2 separate regions of the Gossypium hirsutum genome follow, and region 1 is linked to region 2. Evidence: chromatin contacts called from public Hi-C data. All regions are on one chromosome and are shown on one strand. Each heading gives the region's core, a stretch centred on a gene start, on an enhancer-like site or on the middle of the called end of the contact. The rest is flanking DNA. Distances are from core to core; before and after follow the strand shown. Region 1 has its middle 17 kb from the start of LOC107925977. Region 2 has its middle 18 kb from the start of LOC107926062.

Evidence for each region. Hi-C and Micro-C count contacts between places; a contact is called where the count stands out from the background.
Region 1: a contact with region 2 is called in a Hi-C map of leaf, with 2.0 times the contacts expected there. The contact joins two enhancer-like sites. A contact is called at or near these places in 5 of 34 Hi-C or Micro-C datasets (anther, fibers and leaf).

Annotation. Positions count from the first base shown.
Region 1 is chrD04:9,922,882-9,929,033 of Gossypium_hirsutum_v2.1, forward strand. No RefSeq gene overlaps it. Among protein-coding and RNA genes, the nearest start is that of LOC107925977, 17 kb to the right of the region's middle. Within about 2 kb of position 3,265, at least 4 of the 9 cell types and tissues checked have an H3K27ac peak or open chromatin away from gene starts, as enhancers often do. A contact at or near this core is called in leaf, where this site is marked.
Region 2 is chrD04:9,887,926-9,894,570 of Gossypium_hirsutum_v2.1, forward strand. No RefSeq gene overlaps it. Among protein-coding and RNA genes, the nearest start is that of LOC107926062, 18 kb to the left of the region's middle. Within about 2 kb of position 1,691, at least 4 of the 9 cell types and tissues checked have an H3K27ac peak or open chromatin away from gene starts, as enhancers often do. A contact at or near this core is called in leaf, where this site is marked.

The sequences.
Region 1 (6,152 bases), core at 2,015-4,514, 37 kb after region 2:
ATTCATTTCTGGTTTCAACGAGCTAGCAGAGAGATAGATTGGACATATATAATTAAGGCTTGAATAAATTATAATTAAGTTCTAACTTTTCTTCTATTAATTATAAACATATTTAGTTAAGAATTCATTACGAAAGCTACTTAATCAGTGCTCGTCCAATAACCTTTTCATCAGTGTGCTACCCTCATAGGATATCCTTAATCTTTTCGAGATTAATCTATTATTTTATTATGATCCTATTTTATCTCACAATAACCATTATATCTTTTTTCATGAAAAGTAAATTATTATCAAATAGTAATTAAGTCATTTATCACAAAAAAAAAACAAATGACCCATGGCCACGTTTGTTGTTCTTCTATCATGTAATGTTGATAAGAGCATATCATTTACCCATTAGTTGGAGTTATAAATTCCACTATTGTGAATGATACTGCATACTGTAGAAGTTGTATACCCAACGCACCAGCTTTCGATTCCTTATCTATATGAACTCAGGCTTTTATTTACATCAAAGTATATGAGTCATGCATACATACTCCACCACCCACTCAGGATTAATGTATGTCACACTATGAATGTCACAAGTGAATAAATCCATAAACGGATCTAAGATCTACTCTACTTGGGTTCGGTCCGATGTACTGTAAGTCCGGTCAATCACATTTCTCTAATTGGACTTGGTGGACAACATATTAGTCTTTGAATCGGTTTACTCATTTTTTGTTAGACTAATAATATGTTTAGGTTCATCTACTAATACAAGTTGTCTTTCTGTATTACAATCTAGCCACATAATACTGCCTAGTATTAGTTAAATGTTAGATAACCAATGAGCTAATATCTACTTCCATTTCACTTTGCGTGCCAAAACATCAAAGACTATATACAAATGGTGTTAATGTAATTAATGAATGTTATTATTAAACCAATTTGTTCAAAAAATACAAGTATGCAAAATTAATATACAAGTATGCAAAATGAATATACTATACTTAAGGAACTAGATCCGACAATTTTCCCTTTGTTTTTGTCTTAGGATTGAGAAGATTGCTTGGATTTTGAAGACACCTTGATAGACTTAGAGTTTATAGCCATAGGTTGCTTGCTTTCTCCTAGGCTGGGAATGTTCTTTCCCCTTTTACAATTATGTTGCTTCTCTTTACCCCTTTTTGAATCTTGGATTGGAGGTTTTAAGTTTTTAGGAATTGTCATACTCAACTCCATATAATGAGTTCTAGTGGCCAACTTTTCAAAGGTCTTTGGCTTGATTCCTTGAAGAATGCAACATAATCCCCAATTCATTCCTTGGATACATATGTCGAGGGCTGAAGATTCCGACAATCTTTCCTTGCAATTCAGTGTTAGACTCCTCTAACAATGGATGTAATCAATGGCTAGTTCATCTTTTCGCTAGCGTGCGCCAATAGGCTTAATCATTCTGATAATGTGATGGGTACTGTAGAATCTGTTGAGAAATTCATGTTCAAGTTGTTCCCAATTATCAATTGTTCCAAGCTCAAGGTCAATATATCAGTCGAAGGCATTTCCTTTTAGCAACTGGACAAATTACTGTACCATGAGATCACCATTAGTTCTGATGTTATTGTAAGTCTCCACAAAATGAACGGCAAGTTGGCATGGATTCTCTTTTCCATCAAGCTGTTGGAATGTAGAAGGTTGATAATTTGATGGCATTTTAAGATGATCAATCCTGTAGGAGCATGGCTTGACAGAAGAGTATAAAGGTTGAGCTATGCATTCAACTTGATCTTGGACAACTTCTTTAATGAGCTCCTTGAGTTGATCGGAAATGACAATTTCCTTGATTGTTAATTGAGGATCTTTGGTAACTTGCACATTGGATAGTTCACCAAGCTCCTTTGGTAGATTCTCATTTTGAACTTCTTCATTGACTGGCCCCTTCCTAGTAAGATCAATGAGCCTTTATTTGAGGCTTGTAGCAATACTCTCTATGCCACTTGTTTTTCCAAGGATTTTGTGTTAATTTTCATGACATTCATCACTCCGGAGTTAGACTTTGGGGGAGATGTTGGAATGGTATGGTGACTTGATTGGACGTTTTTCCCCTTGAATGATAAGAGACGGGTTACAATTGATCCATGGCGAGATACTTCTTCTGAGTCATGAGTTGTTAAAGAAGAATCAAAAAGTGGATTGTCATTGAGCATCGAGGAAGTTTGGTCGAATGACTCTAAAAGAACTTTCGTTTTTTTGCCTGGTGCCATAAGGATAGACATGGACACTGGTGCTTGATAATAAAGGCGAACGGGTTGCAAGATTAGTTTAAACGGACTTGCTGATGACGATCTTCTTTGAGGCCATTGCCACTTTGAACTTTGAATTTTCGATAGAAGAGATGAAAGGAAGAGACGGTCCCACCAAACGTGCTAGAAATTTGTACGCACAAATTTCGAGTCAAAAGTTGACTTGAAAATTCAGAGTCAAATTTTATTGATAACTTTGAAAGAAAGTTACAATCTCTAGAAATTTATTAAATACAAAGAAAAATATCATTTGATTCTTCTCTTCAGTTTGACTTCAATCCATGGGTTGTCTAGACTTGGTATTGGATAGATGTGGATTGCTTCAAGAGCAAGTGTTTCAAGTGTCGTGGCGACTTACTCTTGAAGCGAGTTTAGACCTCTTTTCTTCAGTTGATTTGGATCGAAAGGCGACTTTCTTTAGAAATGACTCTTGGCTTCCTTTCCACGGTTGAATTTGATAAGAAGGCGACATTCTTTAGAATTTCTTCAAGCTCTTTGGCTTCTTTAAAAAATTCTGCAAAGATTTTTTCAGCTTCTTGAACTTGTGTCTCTCTATAAAATGGCTTGAGTGACCCCTATTTATAGTGTCAATTATTTGAATAAACAAAGTTTTTGCATATCTTAATTCCTCCATTTAATTGTTCTAAAAAATTTAAATTCTTTTATTTATTTAATTAATTAAAAATAAAATAATCATTTGTATTATCACTTAATTATTTTATTTTAAATTAATAATAATATAAATTTTTAATAATTATATTTTAATTAATTAAAAATATATGATTATGACACAAACACTCTAATTGGTTCAAAAAATTTCATAATGTATAACCACATTGTAGTTTACTCTATATATACGTGGCGATTCAAAAGTCTATATCTAAATTCAAGTGGGTTGTTTACCTACACGTGGTAAGGGTTTATTTGATACGGAAAAACCTAATCTCAGCCGTCCACCTGCTCCCCACATTTGTTTGAGACATTACTGGAAATGCCTAGCTTCTTTCCATTTCCCATAATTTAATGCCCTCCAATATTCTTGCCTATTGGACCCACATTCGTTCATTCAATTGCTACGTCACAACTTAATGCGTCTAAACCCCAAACTCAACAAAATAAGTTGGTTCACTCAATATATAAAAACTCAAAAGCTAGTTTAGCTCCCGCCAAACATTTTTGGGTCTCAACTTAATAATTATTTTTGGTTTCCCTCTCTGAATTTTGCAATTATTTCTACATTAGACTTGAATTTTTTTTTGTCTAAATTAGTCTATAATATTTCATTGAAAACAGTTAATTTCAATTGATTTTTAATATTTATTTAATTGAACTGGTTGAACCAGTTGAATTGACAAACTGATGGCTTGATTGGTTCGATTATTGGTTCAGTTGTAAAACTTTGGGTAGAATATTTCATCCCGACATATGCTAATAGTTGGATAATAAAATTTTGGTTTGATAAAAATATGAAAAAAATAAAAAATCGATTCAACCACCCAATTCTCAAGTCAACAAGTCAAATGGCTTTCCTCTGGCTGATATCCTTATTGATTTCAGGCTAATCGGTTCAGTTCAAGTTTTTCTTACTTTTTTTATAATGTTTATAAGTTTATATTAATTTAATAATTTTTTTATATCTTTTTTTTTATTTTTAAGAATTCTATTATGTTGTTTTAAATTTTAAATATTTTAAATAAGTTTTATTAACTGTATAATTTCTTATAATTTCTTTTATAAATTTTAATATTTTTATCTTTTATAAAAAATATTAAATTAAACTAGAAGTTGTCACGTGCAACCATCTAATTGGTTTGTCTTTTTATTTTAGTGGTCAACGTGATTAATGATGAAAATCATTAACGGAAGGACTTAATTGATTATTTTAATTAATAACAAGGGCTTAATTAGGTGTGAGTTTAATATAGAGGCTTAATTGATTTTTTACATTTTCTTAAGAACTTTTTTAACATATAATTAATTAATTTTTAACTTTCCACCATTACATACAAAAGGACATTTTAACCTTCAACCATAAATTTTGACAGCATTTTTTGGCACACTGAAATAGTAATGGAAAACTTACTCTTACCACATCAACTGCTCAACAAAAACAAAGTATGGGCTAACAGAAAGGAACATGGTAATTGTAATAGGTCAATTTAGCTCGAGCTCACAAAAAAATAATAAACCCAAAATAATAAAATAAAGTCCAAGTCCAATACAAAATTATATCATTTGGCCCGATCGGAATGGCCCACTACTTGAAAAGGTTGAAGGTTCATCTACAAGCTTATGGAAACATAATCTTTAAGGATATGCAATCTTAGATATGATATGCAATCTTAGATATGATATATGCAATTTTAGAAGATATGATTTTGTAATATTAGAGATTTAATTTGTAGATGCCCTTTAATCTTAGCCGTTGAAGTAATTGATCTGTACCGTTGGATTTGGGGAGGCTCAACTATAAAGAGATGCATCTCCCTTCATTATAAAGGACTTGAGTTGGGAGTAATAATAATTATTAAGAGTATTCACTCAAATTTTTCTCTATTTTGCGTTCTTATTTTTTGTGGCTTGTTCTTATTTTGTTGATTTGTGTATAATTTATTTATTGATTTGTATATTGTTGATTTCAATTCTCTTTTTCCCTTATTATTCATTTTCAAATTCATTATTTTCAAATTTTTTTACATTTTATTTTGCCTTATATTTTTTTATTTTAAATTTATTGGTCTTTGATTATTGATGTTATTTAATCCTCTATTTGTTATTTTAGTTTTTTATTATTAAATTAATTATTTTAATATTGTTAATACTATTATGTGCAATCATTAATCTTGTATCATTATTATTTATTTTTTTATGCCTTTAAATTTCAAATTTTGTTATATATATGTATGTATACATACATATGTTTTATAATATATACATATACGTGCACATTTTTTAATTTTTATAAATATATATACACATACTTTTATATATTTTCTATGTTTCATAATTTTATATACATACTTATATATATATATTACATATTAAAATATGTATATTTATTTTTATTTTTTATTTTTTTTATAATTCACATACATATATATTTTTCTTATATATACATATATATTTTTATATTTTATAATTTTTATCTATTTTCTTTGTTATTATTATTGCTTTACTTGATGTTTATTTATTTATTTATTCACATGACCATTATTATCATTATTATATTCTTTAAATGCTTCGGTTTTATTTATTTACTTGATATTGTGTATACATGATTGATTTGTTTTTTTATTTATCTTTTCATTATTATTATTATTATTGTTGTTGTTATTGTTCTTGATCATGCTATTTATATTTACATTATCACAATTGTTACTCCATTATATAATTTTTACCCAAATTCGTATAAAGAGAAAATTTTGAAAAATAAAGGCAATACTCGGTATTTGGAATCTTCGAGAGGATTGAGCCCTAACGTATTTGGTTCCAACTCTTTCGTTGAATCTGAATAATCGAGAATGCTCTTTAATCAAAATATAAATAAAAAGCTCATTATCGAGAATTCAATACGTTGTGTCCTAACGCATTGGATATGACATGTTGTTTTCTCGATATGATGATTTTTTTTTCTAAAAATAATAAAGGTAATATTCAATGTTTAGAATTTTGAGAAATTGTGCCCTAACGTATTGCGCTGCGATTTCTTCATCTGACTTAAACAATTGAATATCCTTTTAAATTTTATTGCACGAGTTTTTTTGAACAAGCTCGTTTTTGAGGAAGTGAAATATCATGCCCTAACTCATTGGGTGTGACATTTTCTCTTTTCAAAATGAGAGGGCCTTATCGAGTAACTTGTTT
Region 2 (6,645 bases), core at 441-2,940:
AGGGGCCTAGTTAGGGGATCGTAGGGGCCTTGGTCCTTAAAATGAGATTTTTTTTATTTAGGCTATTTAAAATTTTAAATTAGTAAAAATAAAATTACACTTTATCTCTTAAAAATGATAAAAATTATAAAATCTTTTAAAAATTATAAATATATGGACTATTAAAATAATAAAATTGTATTTTTACTATTATAAAATTTAGACCTTAAAAAAAGATTTTAACTTCATCCCTACTTAAGTTATTAGTTTATAAATATATGTAAAACTGATCCTGATTTTGGTTATTAAAGTGTTAAATAAGGCTAAATTTGTTGACCCAGTGATGTCGTAATCTTATCAAAGACATATTGAAATTATTAAGAGTTAGGTCATCCATAACTTTTACGAAAAATATAAATAAAGAAAATAAAAAAAGCTTTCATGTGCATTGTCTATTTCCATTCTTTCCCATCATCATATGGTCAAGGGAAGATGGAAATTATTAACTCTTTCGACCCCACCAATACAGTGATCATTACACAAAAACTAGAAAAAATCGACGTCTACATGAAGATTTTCAATGCACTGATCATGTTGATATATGTATGTTTACATGCATGAATGTCCATGCATGAGTATATTTCTTTCGGTACTGTCGACATTAAAGTGGACTTGTTTGATGATGTACATCACTACATGCAGATGCATGTCTTCAATCTTGCCCGTACATATTGATTATCTTAGTTTTCATGCATGAAGTATCAGATTTAAATTAATAAAATTTTAATAAATATATTTTAACAATATTATTATAAGTTCTGATCATATCTGTTTTTTTAACACAATAACTAGAATTACCCATAACCCCTCCCTAACGTATAAATAAGAGTATAATGCGCTTTAACGCATTCAAACAATAAGTATATATAATATTTTTTTTATAAGAAGTAAGAGTAGGGATTGTCTGCAGATCAAATCTAATATTCATGCTAATTAAAAAATTAAACACAAATTCTTTATCATTTTATTTATAAATCTTAATGGATTATGAATGATTTAACTTTGAATGAAACAAATTTTTATTTTTTAAAAAGTAAATACGAAGTAAGATAAATGATTTTTTTAGACAATAAGTATTGAAAAGTTATAATAATTGCCTACCCATCCCGTTTTATAAAAGCAACACTTAACTTTCTATATAAAACTATTAAAATAGTAAATTATAGAAAAATCATGGATTCCTTTTTCCCTTTCACTCCTTAACCGAATTGAATATATTAAAAATAATTAGAAAAAAACAAATAAATGAATCTAACATTCATAAAAATAATAATGTTGAATCACCCACAATAAAACAAGACATACCAACTATAAAAATAGCAATAAATTTGACAAAATCCGTCCCGCTATGCTTCATCCACGTTTCTAGTCATGGAATTTGGACTTGGACAAAACAAGAACTTCCCAACTTAGGCCAGGCCCGTCGATTTAGGCCAGCCTAGCTACAACAACGATGTGAAAAGACATGAATGATAAGGCGGCAACTTTATAATAAATCGGAGATTTGGGATCTGTATGCAGATGCAGGACTCAAAGTACCATCTTCACTGACATTAAAAACATTGCCTTTATTACAAAACATAATAATAATGTAGGGCAGGTTTAATACCTAGAGGGGGCCAACACTTGTCTTGAACGTATTTAGTAGCAAGCGGAAAATCAAACCCTCCCCCACCCTCCCCTCTCCCCTCAAACCTCTAGGTAGCTCTTAACTAAGCCCTTGACAACCATTTATGTTTATTTATTCAACTTTTTAATTTTTTAGAATTACGATAAAATTTAAATAATATATAAATGTTGAAGATTTTTTTAAAATTATAATTAAATTGATATAATATATAATATTTGAGGGCTTAATTTATTATACAAATTTTTGAATTGTCATCTCACCTTTTTGTTAAACATTTAACGATACTTAAACGGAAATAAACAAAAAAACAAATTTGATTAATTAAGTGATCATTTTAAAATTTGGGTGATGAAAAAAAGGTTAAGATATACAAGGGTACTTGAATTTGACAACTTATATATAATTGGTACCTAAACTTTTTTTTGGACCTACTTGACACAGTGTTGACTAATAATAGCATGGTGAAATATGGTAGTTTTACATTTTGACTTGTGAAAAATTATTTTAATAATTTTTTTTATTTTTTTGCCATGTGTCAAAAAATATAAGGCTATTATATTTCATTATGCTATCGGTCGTCAGCACTATGTCAGCGTATTTTAATGGTATTAGTCATGTATCTAAAGAAAAGTACCAAGTTGAATTATTTCAAATTTAGGTACCAATTAAGTCAAACAAATAAATAAATAAATACAAATTACCAAATTTAGATATCTCCATATATATATATTTAAAAACCTTAAGTAGGAACTACTGTACGCACAAATTTTGAGTCAAAAGTTGACTTGAAAATTCAGAGTCAAATTTTACTTATAACTTTGTGTTTGCTCAATTGATCAAACCAAAATCACCAAGAGGGGGGTGAATTAACTTTTAAAAATTTAGGAAAGCTAGAAAGAAAAGATAAAATAAAGAACACAACAATTTAGTGTGGTTCAACCCCAATTGCCTACTCCACTACCTTAACTTTCCACAACTAAGGATTCTCCCAAATTCACTAATTTGTACAACCTTTGAGGATAAGGTTTAACCTTACAACTCTCTTAAAATTTCTACCAAAATATTAAGATATAAACTGTTTCAAAGAATTACAAAGAAGCAAACAAAGAAATAATCCTTACAATATCATAATGTTTGCCAAGTTAATTTCTATAAGTAAGAAAAGACTAAATCATAAAAGTCGCAGAAGTTAATTTCTCTAAGTTAAATTATATTATATAGTTATAAAACCATGAATTAAGGGATTAAAATGGTAAATCTACCAAATTGAAGTATAGTGGAAAGTTAGGTGATAGGTTTTGTGTGAAATTTGATTAAATAACCAAGGTTAAAATGGTAATATAATAAATAAACCAAAAGCAAAAGATAAAAAAACATGCCGTCATCTTTATTTTTGATCACCACCGATTGTAAGAGGAGAAAAACACCATTGTTGAGTTCTTAAGTTTTGACCAAGCTCTAATTGGGTGCATGTAAGTGTTTTTCAACCTGTTTTTCATGATTTTTATGTTTTTGACATCGTTGTAGCTTAATCTAGCTAACCCGGAGACTGATTCGTAAAATTGTTCAATGTTTAGAATTATGCCATGGATGAATTTGTGATGTTTTTGAAGTTTGTTTTTATATCATTAAGCTTGATAGTTAAATAGGACTATTTTGTAAAGTGACTTTGGTTAGTTTTAAGTTAAAGGACTAAATTGATAAAATATTAAATTGGGCATGAAATTCTTGTGAAATTTTAATAAATATGGGTTGCAATGGTATAAGGGAACATTTGGCTAGCATGAAGTTGGTGTAATTGTGATAGATTTGAAAGTTTTAGGTTTAGGGGCTAAATTGAATAAAAGGTAAAAGTCTAAGGTAAATGTGCAAAATAAAGATTAAGGGTCAAATATGTGAATTTAAATGTTTTATGTTATTAAATTGATTAATTGAATAAAATTATTATATTTAGATCAAGAAACAGATCAATTGGTTAATAATCGCGCGAAAGGAAAAGTTGTCAAGTCGTTGAGTGTTGATAGCTATCGAATTTTGGTAATTTCGTAATACGTTTATTATTTTTATTAATATTTTAATTAATTATGTGTTTGGTTATATGAATTTGAATGATGCTATGATCTATTGAATGGTAATGAAATGGAAAGATTATGGTTTGAAAGGTAAAGTTGGAGCATGGAATGATCTCGATAAAACAGGATAAGCCTGAGTGAACTTAGTGAATAGCTAGGATACAAATGGATGTCATTAAGACGTATCAAACACTAATTGTCAGTGATTATAGTGTTAGGTACTTTGTACCAGTGTTACAGTATCAGGCTTTCTGTGTCGGTGTTATATTTATCAAGTACTATGTAATGGTGATGGATACCATACCGATGGCTTGAGATCCTGCATGTGTTCTGGATTCTTCGAAGCTTGTGTGAGCAGCAACATGTATCAGTTAATGTCCTTTTGTTAGCTTGTGTGAGCATTACCCTCTCGTGTATCTGAAGCCAATTTACTATTGTTCTTCGGGCAAAATAGTTAACTATTGAAATAGAAATGGAATGATATGATATAAAGGATTATATTTGTTTGATTATATGTTGGTATGCGATTCTTAACATGATATGAATTGTTCACGTTTAGTCACTTCACATAGTTGGAATGATGAAACAAGACAAATGAATGTTTATTCTATGTTATGTATGATTTATAAATTAAATTGACAGGTATGTAATGTTTTATTTTATGAACTTACTAAACTTTATATAAGCTTACTCTATTTGGTTTTTCTTTTTTTGTAGATTGTCAGACTTTTACCGTCGATTGGAAAATCGTTGGAGATCACACTATCCAATAATTTTTTCGGTAGTTATTTGTTTATTTTGGCCCGATTATAAGTGGCATGTAAATAGGGTTTCGGTATGCTTATGTTATTAGGTAACTTGGTGATGACTTGTGTCATTCGGGATGTAATTTTGTATTTGGTATTTTGGTATCTTAAAATGGTAGCTTTTCACTTGATGCCTTTGTTGATGAGATGTTGTTGAAATGGTCATTTTGGTTTTGGTAATTTATGGACTTATGATGGAGTATGTTTGCATTTGAAATTTTAGTATAAATGGATGATTTTGGCATATGGTATTTGGGACTTGGTTGATGATTGAATAAGATGGATATGTTGATTATGTCTTGGTTTGGATAGTTGTTGTTTATACTTGAATTGTGGTGCCATTGAGGGCATATTGGTTAGCCATATAGGTTGAATGTGAATTGACATATTTTGGTAGGTTTTGGTACATTTTGAATAGGTTTATGTAATGGTAAATGCATGGCTTGGAGTTTAAAAAATTATGGGTGATTTGACTTGTGTTTGAAGGTATTTTGGGCACATACAATCTGTGACACGGTCTGCAACACGACCATTTGCCCTACATGGTTGCATGGCACGATCATGTGACCTCTTTAATTTTTTGTGCAAGTTTATCCACACGGCCTCAAAGTACACGGCCTGACAACACGACCTTGAGTTACATGGGCACAGTTGTTACACAACTTGGTCACACAACCATGTTCTTGAGCCATACGGGCTAAGCTCTGTCACATAGCCATGTGACCTTTATTTTCACTTTTTACTCAAACTTTTGTAAAAGTTTCATTTTAAACTAGAATTGTTCCCAGTTTGTTTTAAATGTTCCGTGAGCTTGAATTAAGTCCCGTTTTGATTGAATAACATGGAAAAATCATTGCAAATAAATTTTTTGGTTATTTTTTAATTAAATTGTGAACGATGTCAAAGTTTAAAATTGTAATACCTTATAGCTCGAGTCGAGCGACAGGACCAGGTATAGGGTGTTATAAGGCCCTTTTTCTTTCTCTAAGGTTAGAGATTAATTTGCCAAGAGGTTAGCCCTTTCACTTTCTTGCTAGATGGACTGAACATCCTAATTATTCTGAGTTTGTCAAGGAGAAGTAGAAATTCAATGGTCGTATGTTTGATTCCTTTGATCAGTTCTCTGTCAGTATCAAAGGTTAGAACAACTCGATCTATAGGCACATTGGCACTTGTAAAAAAAATTGATTAGTACTTTATTTGGTATTCAAAGAAAGATGGAGCACTCGGATTCTAACTATTTACTTCAACAGAAGATGGAGGTAAGGGAGGAATTAGAGTCTATACTCCACCATGAAAAATTATTATGGAAACAAAAAACTTGATGTGACTAGGTTAGTTTGGTGACTGAAATACTAAATTCTTCCATAGTTGTAAGACTCAAAGGAGGAAATTCAATCAAATTAATGCCCTTCGAAATCAAGCTGGAGAATGGATTTATGACCTAGAAGATATTCAGGATGAAGTGATTAATTACTTCCATAAGTTATATGGAGAAGTGCCAACACCAATGAGAGGTTTACCTCCTAGCACATTTGTAACACCTTTAACCCGTATACGTCGCCGTATTAGGGTTACGAGGCATTACCGAACAAACACAACCATTATTATTATTATTATTATTTTTTACTATGTTTTAAACTTACTAATACAAACTAATTCATAATTTATTCTTGATGTAACCAATCAAGACATATAATCAAGTTATCAATCATACTAATTATCATTTATACAAATAGACTTATACTATGGTCGAATCATTTAAATCAATTACATTGAACATTCAACCTAGAATATATAAAACTAAGTTTAAATATAATGATCAAGCCATGTTTAACTAAACCGAATTTAAGCATAGGAAATAAAACATTAAAACATATTCGTTAATACCAAATTCAAAACAAAAAGAGATAAGCCATTTTCGCATGGCTCATATTCACATATCCCAAAAATTTAAACATATTAACTAGACTATACATGCCATAGGTTCGAGTTCAAAATATATAAAATACCAAAGACGGTCGATAGTGTGATAGATTATGCTGATGATCCCTGAGCTCGTAACGCTTCTCCAAAATCTATAAGAATAGATAGACAA